Regions from separate parts of the Triticum aestivum genome. Here region 2 is linked to region 1. Evidence: chromatin contacts called from public Hi-C data. All regions are on one chromosome and are shown on one strand. Each heading gives the region's core, a stretch centred on a gene start, on an enhancer-like site or on the middle of the called end of the contact. The rest is flanking DNA. Distances are from core to core; before and after follow the strand shown. Region 1 holds the start of LOC123082563 (receptor-like protein EIX1). Region 2 holds the start of LOC123087486 (probable carbohydrate esterase At4g34215).

Region 1 (4,397 bases), core at 1,396-3,895:
GTGCACATCAATCGCAATCGCAAGCAATGAACCGCAAAAGAAATGGTGATTTTCTGGTGAGCTCATTCGTTCTGCACAAATAATTCGAGAGGATATGATCTGCATCACTCACCTTGAGGTATGTATGTGGTTCTGATGCTTTCATTCACTTCCCATATACGGCAACGCGAAAACAACCTTGATGCCTGGAATTCCAAGTCATCGCACCCAGGTCGTCGTTTGCTGTGCTCCTCATTCAGTCAGCAGTCTGAACATGGATGGAATTCCGTCTAGAATGGACGGCAGTTTCCTTTTCACCTGTAGAAATTTCTTGTCGGCTTCAAAGCAGGCCTCACGTCTAGAAATTCTTATTATCTTCCAACCTAAACTTGACCTTTCATTGTACTCGTGAGAAAATTTTCAAAAATAAAAATCCTCATTTGACTTCTTTTCAAAAAAGACAAATTTTTGGCCAAAATAGTGTGAATAGTGACCTATAATAGCAAATAAATTTTGTCTTTTTTGCTGTGAAGTCAACATTGTTTTTTTTCCATGAAAATTTATATACTAGTGCAAAAGTAAGTCAAGTTTATTCTAAAAATAGTTCTTAACTATTTTGACTTTTTGTTTAATTATTAAAAACAAATCCCCATATAGGGTGTATCTACAACCAGGAACCAAAGTGTATTTCCTGCCACATCTCATTCTAAGCTTAAATCCAATTCATCATGTTTATAAATAGGGCTAGGATTTTTGGCAACCAAACAAAAGACGAAAGGATTTTGTTCTTTCAGTCGACACATTATACTGCACGCACATGCAATTTCTTCACTAGAGAAACATTGTACAGGTTTCAGACTTCTTCAGATAAGCAAATTTGCCAGAATGCAAGCGCACCTTGTCTGTTTAGGTTGGATTTGCACGATTGGGATTGTCCACAGCCAGAATTCATTCGGACGATTTCATTCTGAAGTCTGAACTCAAGTGATATTACAGGACTGGGACTGGGATGGCTATGATTTTATTCTGAACCTTGATTTCTACACACAATTCAGATGACTGACAAGGTGTTTTGATCTACTGTACAAAGTAAGAGCATCTCTAATAGCAGCCTTATTTTTGGGCACGAGGTGTTTTTAAGGCATGAGAGTCCAAAAAACATCCTCCAACACCCTTGTTATCACTTCTTCTCTTCGACACCTTGTGGATTGGTGATCACGTGGTCCGCCTATTCATGATGGACGTGATTAATTTCAAGGCAATGGGCTTTGTCATCACACTCTAGCTAGAACGCCGCATTCACGACCCCCTTCTTGCTTCGATTTGTAATTGTGTGGACTTATTATATATACTTCTAGACGTCACCCCTTTCTCATCTACTACATTTTGTGCATGAGCCGTACCCACACTCATGCACCCTGATCCAATTACACCTGTGTCGTCGGTTCTCCTCGTCGGTGATACCTCGTCCCTACGCACACTCATAATTACTTGTAATTATGCTGAGCATCACCACCGTCTCACCTTCATCTGATGCATGTGTCATCCTCGATAAAATGAATTAATGCATACATGATAATCTTGTCATTCAAAAAATCATGAGCCGACACTCATGCAAGTTAATTAAGATCAGTCAGTTTGGTTTTGTTCGAACAAACCAAAATTAAATTAAACCAAGTTCGATTGGTTCAGTTGTGTTGCAACTGACCATATACTTCCACTGCTTAGTTATTAGTGCATGCAGCAGTAAAAGGTAACGGGGTTGCATTAACTTCTTTTAGACGATGCATGCATCAGTTGCTAATTCTTAGAAATCCAAAGGGTGTGCTTAGGTCTCGACTGAGATTTTACTAAGTCTCATTCAAGTGACATAGTATATAAAAGGAAAATTGAAAAAAAAAATTGTACGGATCTCCATGCAAAATCAAAGGAATATGGCATCGACTGAGACATAACGAAGTCTCAGTGGACTGAGACTTAGCAAAACTGAAATCAAAAACAGAAAAGGATGAGGAATAAAATACCTTTTTTTAGGAGAGGAGGATTAAAAGACCCGTGAAGTACATAATTGTTGGGGCTTGTTCGGCCCAATGACCTTTTTTTAATCACGAGCGGAGCAAGTAAGATACTTTTCTCTTATCGACCGACAATCTATCAGAAGCAAGTGGTGGCTCTACTGGTTGCGTCCTCGGGGACAGTGTAATTTTTAGCAACTTAGGCTGATTAGGATGACGACAGACAGGCAGAAGCACTAATCCCTTTATTAATAAGAATAAGGTATAAATATCAACGTGTGGAAGGGAGAAAACGGAAGGAGCACGTTGGTGCACTCACTGCATCCATCAATCAGTACTCCCTACTAGGTCTTTGAAGAAAAAGAGGGGAAATTTGTGAATATGGACAGAATACAGTCTAGAAGGGCCAGCCGTATCGTTTTCACCCGTAGAAATTTCCTCCCCAACTCTAGTCACATTTATGGCAGGTCATCTTCAGAGAGACCTCAATAATACTACAAACTAAGATTTTTCTTTCATTATTTTCACGAGACAACCAAACATATACTATTGGTTAGCATAACTGCTATATAATATATAGTCATTCTCGAAAGGAAAACTGCTATATATAGCATACCATGGTGCATATACCCTACATCAAGAAGAGCACACATCCATGTCAAAAGCACCAATGGGCAAGCTTCTGCTCTCCAATATCCACATAGTGATATTAGTTGCCCTGCTGTTGTTCACTCGAGGCAAGAGCTTTGTAGAGTCATCATCATCATCACTATCTTCCAACCCAAACGATACGGTCGCCAGCTGTATTGCCGGTGAGAGGTCCGCGCTTGTTGGCTTCAAAGCGGGCCTCACAGACCCTACAAACTTCCTCTCATCATGGAAGGGAGATGACTGCTGTAAATGGAAGGGCGTCCACTGCAGCAGCATAAACAGACATGTCGTCAAGCTCGATCTCCCGGGCCCTGGTTGTGAACCCAACTTCATCGCGCCGACGCAGAAGCTAGGAGGCAACATTAGCTCCTCGTTGCTTGGTCTACAACATCTACAATATCTCAACATCAGTTGCAATGTCTTTTATGGGGTGCAAATACCGGAGTTCCTTGGTTCTCTCCACAAGTTGAGATATATCGACCTATCAATGTCAAGCTTCACTGGAAGGATACCACCGCAGCTGGGTAACCTCTCCAACTTACAATACTTAAATCTCGCCGGCACTGATGGCACATACTCTATGGATATCACCTGGTTATCACACTTAACTTCCCTAGAGCACCTGGACCTGAGCGGCACGAACCTCAGTAGAGTTGTTCACTTGCTTCCGGTGGTGAACATGATTCCATCTCTGAAATTTCTTAGTCTTAGTGGTTGCAATCTTAGACCTAGCTATGGTTCACTTCAGCTTTCAAATCTAACTTCTCTTGAAACACTTGACCTTTCCTTCAATAGCTTCCACAGACCTATCACACCCAATTGGTTTTGGGGTTTGACCAGCCTTAAGTTTCTAGATATCAGAGAGAATGGTTTCTATGGCCAATTTCCAGACGAGATAGGTAATATGACCTCCATAGTAAAGATTGATTTATCCTCAAATAACCTTGTGGGCATGATACCATCAAACCTGGAAAACCTATGTAGCTTGAAAGAATTATATGTATCTGGAAATAACATCAATGAGAGCATAACAGAATTCTTCCTACGCTTGCCTGGTTGTTCATGGAATAAGTTGACATACTTGCATGTAGATTCTACCAATTTGACGGGAAGACTACCAATCAAACTAGAACCCTTAAGCAATCTGATCTACCTTGATCTCAGTCTTAACAAGCTCGCTGGTCATGTGCCACTATGGATAGGAGAGCTCACAAAACTAGCTGTATTGGACCTGAGCAACAATAACCTCGATGGTTTCATACATGAAGGTCATTTATCAGGCCTAGAAAGCTTGGAGATATTGTGGTTGTCCAATAATTTCATAGCCCTCACAGTGAATTCAACGTGGGTTCCTCCTTCCAATCTAACATCTATTGCACTTGGGTCATGCCTTCTCGGGCCTAAATTCCCGCCATGGCTTAGATGGTTAACACGTCTAGAAATTCTTATTATCTCAAACACAAGTATATCTGACACTTTGCCAGATTGGTTTTGGATAACGGCTTCCAAGTTGGATACTCTAAATATGAGGAAGAACAAAATTAGAGGCTATTTACCATCTACAATGGAATTTATGACAGCATATACAATTGATCTAGGTTCTAACCAGTTCAATGGCCCGGTACCTAAGCTTCCCATTGGTCTAACCGACTTGGATCTTAGTAGAAATAATTTAGATGGGCCACTACCATTAGACTTTGGAGCACCTGGTCTAGCAAAACTTATTCTATTTGACAACTCCATCTCTGGCAC
Region 2 (4,566 bases), core at 91-2,590, 150 kb before region 1:
CCAATGGGGCGATCCATTTCGTCCGCGGCCGTTTGTTTGGGTCGACGCGGACAAAAAAACCGGGCAAATGCGCCGAACAAATGGACGCGCGTCCGTTTTCGTCCGCCTGCCGACCCATTCCCGACCTATTTTTGAGTCTGATTTGCATCGACGCGGACAAAAGACGGACGCGCGCGCTCGCCCTCTTTCTTCACCGGGTCCGCTGATCGGTGGCATATTGGATTCACACCTTCGCCCGCCTACTACGTCGCCGACCATTTTTTCAGATAAAAATGGATACATAGATAATTCTAGCGTACATAGATAAAAAGAAAAGACCACTACTCGTCGATTTCTGACTCTGACTCGGTAATGTCCTCCTCCGATGTCTGAATGTAGGCGTCAGCATACGCCTCGTCTTCAAAGTCCCAACCCGCCGTTTTTCGTAGCTTCAGTTTCAATTGAGTTGCCTGCTTTCGCGAACACTTGTCCTCCCGATAGGCGGCTCGCTCCCTCCTCCTCGCGTCCCTCTCCGATCTCAATTGCTTGTAGACCTGGCGCTCGTCGACGATGTCCTGCGGGAAGCCTCCGTGCCACACCACCAAGGCTTCCACGTCCTTCCCTACGATGGCGAGGCGACGCTGCCGCCTCCGGTGGACACGACGATCCTCGTCGGTGAAAAGCCGCGGGAGAGGCGCCAGATCCTGCGCCCGCTGGCTCGACACGTTGGGAAAATTCATATCCCGACGAGGCCTTAGGAGGTGCCACGCCGCCGCGTCGAGCGCGCGGGCCGCCTCCTCTGCGGTGTCGAAGGTGGCAAGGATGAGACGTTTCTCGCGAAACCAGTTGTCGGCGGAGAAGGCGCCGGAGCGGGCTCGCGGACTCCGCAAAAATCCGAAGCGCCCAGGCGGCGGATCGACATGATGGCACAGAGGCGGCGAGAGTGGGCGGCCGACAGAGTGTGGAGGGAGCACCGGCCGCGGCGCGCGCGCGAACCTTTCCCGCGCATTGGAGCGCCAAAATCAGCGCCCGCTAGGTCGAATTCCTCCCTCCAACACTCACTGCTGCTCCCTCCAACACTCACTGCTTCGCTTCCTCCCTCGAACACTCACTGCTGCTCCAGTACGTACGCGTCTTGTGCACCAACACTGCACCAGAGTAAACATCCAAATTCCGACAGCTCATTTGACGCGCGCGTGACAGGCGCACAACACATGCACCGTCAGACAACAAACCAAAAAGGGGTGCACCTGCACGCCATGCCCACCACCGTCACTCACTCACTCTTTTCACTGTTGTCCTAGTACGTCCACCGCACCGCATCCACATAACTTTTCCTCCAACAAACCCGACGCGCCGTATTTATTACCACCATATCGTACACCAATATCCTCTCCAACGGCGCCATCATCACTGCCACTCCGTCACCAGTGAGTGCGAGCAACTAGCTCCGTCTCCGTGAGATGCAACCAGCTGCGGCGCCGGCAATGCCGTCCATCCTGCTGCTGCTCGCCCTGCTCGCGGCCACGGCCGTGGGCGCCGGAGCTGGGAGGACGCCGACGCTGGTGTTCATCCTGGCGGGCCAGTCCAACATGGGCGGCCGGGGCGGTGCCACCCTCAACAACCGCTGGGACGGCGTGGTGCCGCGGGAGTGCGCCCCCTCGCCGCGCACGCTCCGCCTCTCCCCCGCCCTGCGCTGGGAGGAGGCCCGGGAGCCGCTGCACTCCGGCATCGACGTGGGCAACGTGCTGGGGGTCGGCCCGGGCATGCCGTTCGCGCACGCGCTGCTCCGCGCCCCGGCGTGCCCCAAGGGCGCCGTCGTGGGCCTCGTCCCCTGCGCGCAGGGCGGCACCCCCATCGCCAACTGGTCCCGCGGCTCCCACCTCTACGACCGCATGCTCACCCGCGCCCGCGCCGCCGTCGCCGGGGCCAATGGCAAGGGCAGGATCGCGGCCATGCTCTGGTTCCAGGGCGAGACCGACACCATCCGGCGCGAGGACGCGCTGGCCTACACGGGGCGGATGGAGGCTCTGATCCGGGATGTCCGGCGGGACCTCGGCATTCCAAACCTCCTCGTCATCCAGGTTCGATGCTCCGGCCAGTGCAACTCCATTGATCTGCCAAATGAATGCGCCACCGCTCACTCCATGATGTTTTGGTGCAGGTCGGGATCGCGACGGGGCAGGGCAAGTTCGTGGATCTGGTGCGGAAGGCGCAGCGGGCGGTGCGGGCGCCCAACCTCAGGTACGTGGACGCCATGGGCCTCCCCGTCGCCAACGACTTCACGCACCTCACCACCGCGGCGCAGGTCCGGCTCGGCAAGATGCTCGCCGACGCCTACGTCGCCACGCTCCACTGATCGATGATCCAGTGACCATGATTGCTTACTAGTGCGTGTGCCTGCCTGATTACTACTAATAAGCACCTGGATTATTGTTTAGTTTGATTGATACTAGGCCATACCATCATTGGAGAGTTTGCTGATGATTAGTGTGATGGATGACAGATTAAGTGGCTAATGAATGATTCTGCTTAATTTATACTAGTCTGTAGCAGCAGCAGTATACCATGTACTCCGTATGTCAGGCTCCCAAAGGTTGCCACTGAATACTACTCCCTCCGTTCCAAAATAGATGATCCAACTTTGTACTAACCTTAGTACAAAGTTGGGTCATCTATTTTGGAACGGAGGGAGTAGATTATTGCTGCCATTAGTAGGTACTCTCTCCCTTTCAAAATATAGTGCGACCGCGCTTCCTGAGGTTCAACTTTGACCATAAATTTAATCAACGAGACCAACTGCGGCGGGAGAAAAAATTATATAATTGGAAACTTCTTTCAAATACGAATTCACTGATATAATTTTTGCTCCCGCCGCAATCGGTCTTGGTAGTTAAATTTACGGTCAAAGTTGAAGCACGGGGATAGAGGAAGCACTACATTGTGGAATGGAGGGAGTATGATTTATGCATTGTATTCTTCCCTCTTTTGCCTGTAAATGTGAAGGCAGCTGAGCTACATTAATCGACTCCAACATTCTCAAATTTATTTATGAGTTTACTGAAAAATGGCATGGTGTGTGCAATCACACAGCCAATCAGTGCAGTGCAGTGCAGATGAGTGACCGGCTGCAAGAGATGCATTGCACATTCAATTGGAATCTGAATTGCAGTTGCAACTGTTGCAGGCCGAGAGAAATGTCATGGCAAACAAGGCATGTGCAGGTGTAATGATTTCCGCAGCACGCAGTGATGGACGGACGGACCAGTGGTCTCCTGCAGTCCTCATGTGCTCTGCTTTTACTCATTGCTCTGCTTTGCCGTGTTGCCGTAAATAGCAGAAGGATCCCAAAATTCAGATTCCATTCCTTGGTACATTCATCAAGTGCTTCCAAATTTTTTTATATCGGGTCCCGCTGCTGAATGTACCAAAAAATATTCCCATCTCCACACAACGGCATGCAGGTTGTACAAGAGCAGCAGCTAGCTTGGCCAAAAGAAAGCGCCCCTCATATTTTGGGAAGCAGGGAGTATTAAGAGCAACTCTAACAGACCCTGCATCTTGCCCCGACCCGCAAAATAACCCCCAAAATATGGGTCGGGGCGGAAAAACCAGTCCGATCAGACCCTGCATTCCGTCTTGGTCCATAAAAAATTTTGAGGGGCGCGGCAAAATCCCAACCCCAACACGGAAAAACGCGGGTTTCCCCCTTGCGGCTGCGGTGCCCTACATATAAGCGAAAGCAGTTGGTGGAGGAACATTTCATCCCGCGCTTTTCCCCCACCAACCACGTCTCATCTCCCCCCTCGCGCCGCCGCCCAAGATTCCGGCGAAAGCAACCGACAGGAGCATGTCGAAAGGCCGCCACGCGCACGAGGCCTCCCCTCCCTTCCCTCCTGCGTCGGCGGGCTGCCTGATTTGCGGATCTGCGGCACTTCATCGCGGGCCGTTGGATTTGGCTTTTTCCGGCCGCCGTTTGCTGCCCCAAGCGATGGAGTGGTCGGGGAGCCTCTCCCGTAGCCCAGGCAAGGGCGCATCGCCGCATGCAGGTACGGGTTCGTCCGCCCGCCGCCGCCGAAGGTTTGCGGGCATGGATTCGTCCGGCCGTCCACCGGGCTCGGCGCTCGCGCGGCGTCTTTGTGGCTTGCCGATGCCGCTCATACAGTGTGACGACTGCACGCGGAAAGTGCTACGGCCCACTTCAGGCACGCCGAAGCACCACAGATGGGTGTTCTTCAAATGCGAAACGACATGGTACGTGCACTTGCGGTAGCTCATTTGATAGCTCAATCTTTAGTTCAATTGCGGTAGCTCACTTCGAGCTTGCTCATTTTCTTGTGTGGGACGATGGATGCTCATTTTTGGTTTTGGGAAGGCCAGTACATTGATTTATTGATAGAAAGAAACTTAATAGATGTTGGTGCACTCCTTAGTACAATCGAAGGCAATGATGTGGCTGCATGGGTAACTAGAGGGGAAGCAACATCTACTTCTTTCGAATCAAAGATGAAGAAAGAAGAATGCAAAATCAAGAATCCGCAGATCAACAATGAAAGCATGGAGAAGATATTAGTCCAACTTGTGGCA

Evidence for each region. A called contact is a pair of places that touch in the nucleus more often than the background predicts.
Region 2: a contact with region 1 is called in a Hi-C map of leaf, with 1.9 times the contacts expected there. The contact joins the promoter of LOC123087486 here to the promoter of LOC123082563 in region 1. A contact is called at or near these places in 2 of 5 Hi-C or Micro-C datasets (both in leaf).

What each region holds. Positions count from the first base shown.
Region 1 is chr4A:606,174,261-606,178,657 of IWGSC CS RefSeq v2.1, reverse strand. It overlaps LOC123082563 (receptor-like protein EIX1), which reads left to right and starts at 2,645. Exons shown (of 1, transcript XM_044504872.1): 1 at 2,645-4,397. The coding sequence starts at 2,650.
Region 2 is chr4A:606,320,587-606,325,152 of IWGSC CS RefSeq v2.1, reverse strand. LOC123087486 (probable carbohydrate esterase At4g34215) reads left to right here and starts at 1,340. Exons shown (of 2, transcript XM_044509502.1): 1 at 1,340-2,063; 2 at 2,144-2,519. The coding sequence starts at 1,443. The coding sequence ends at 2,338.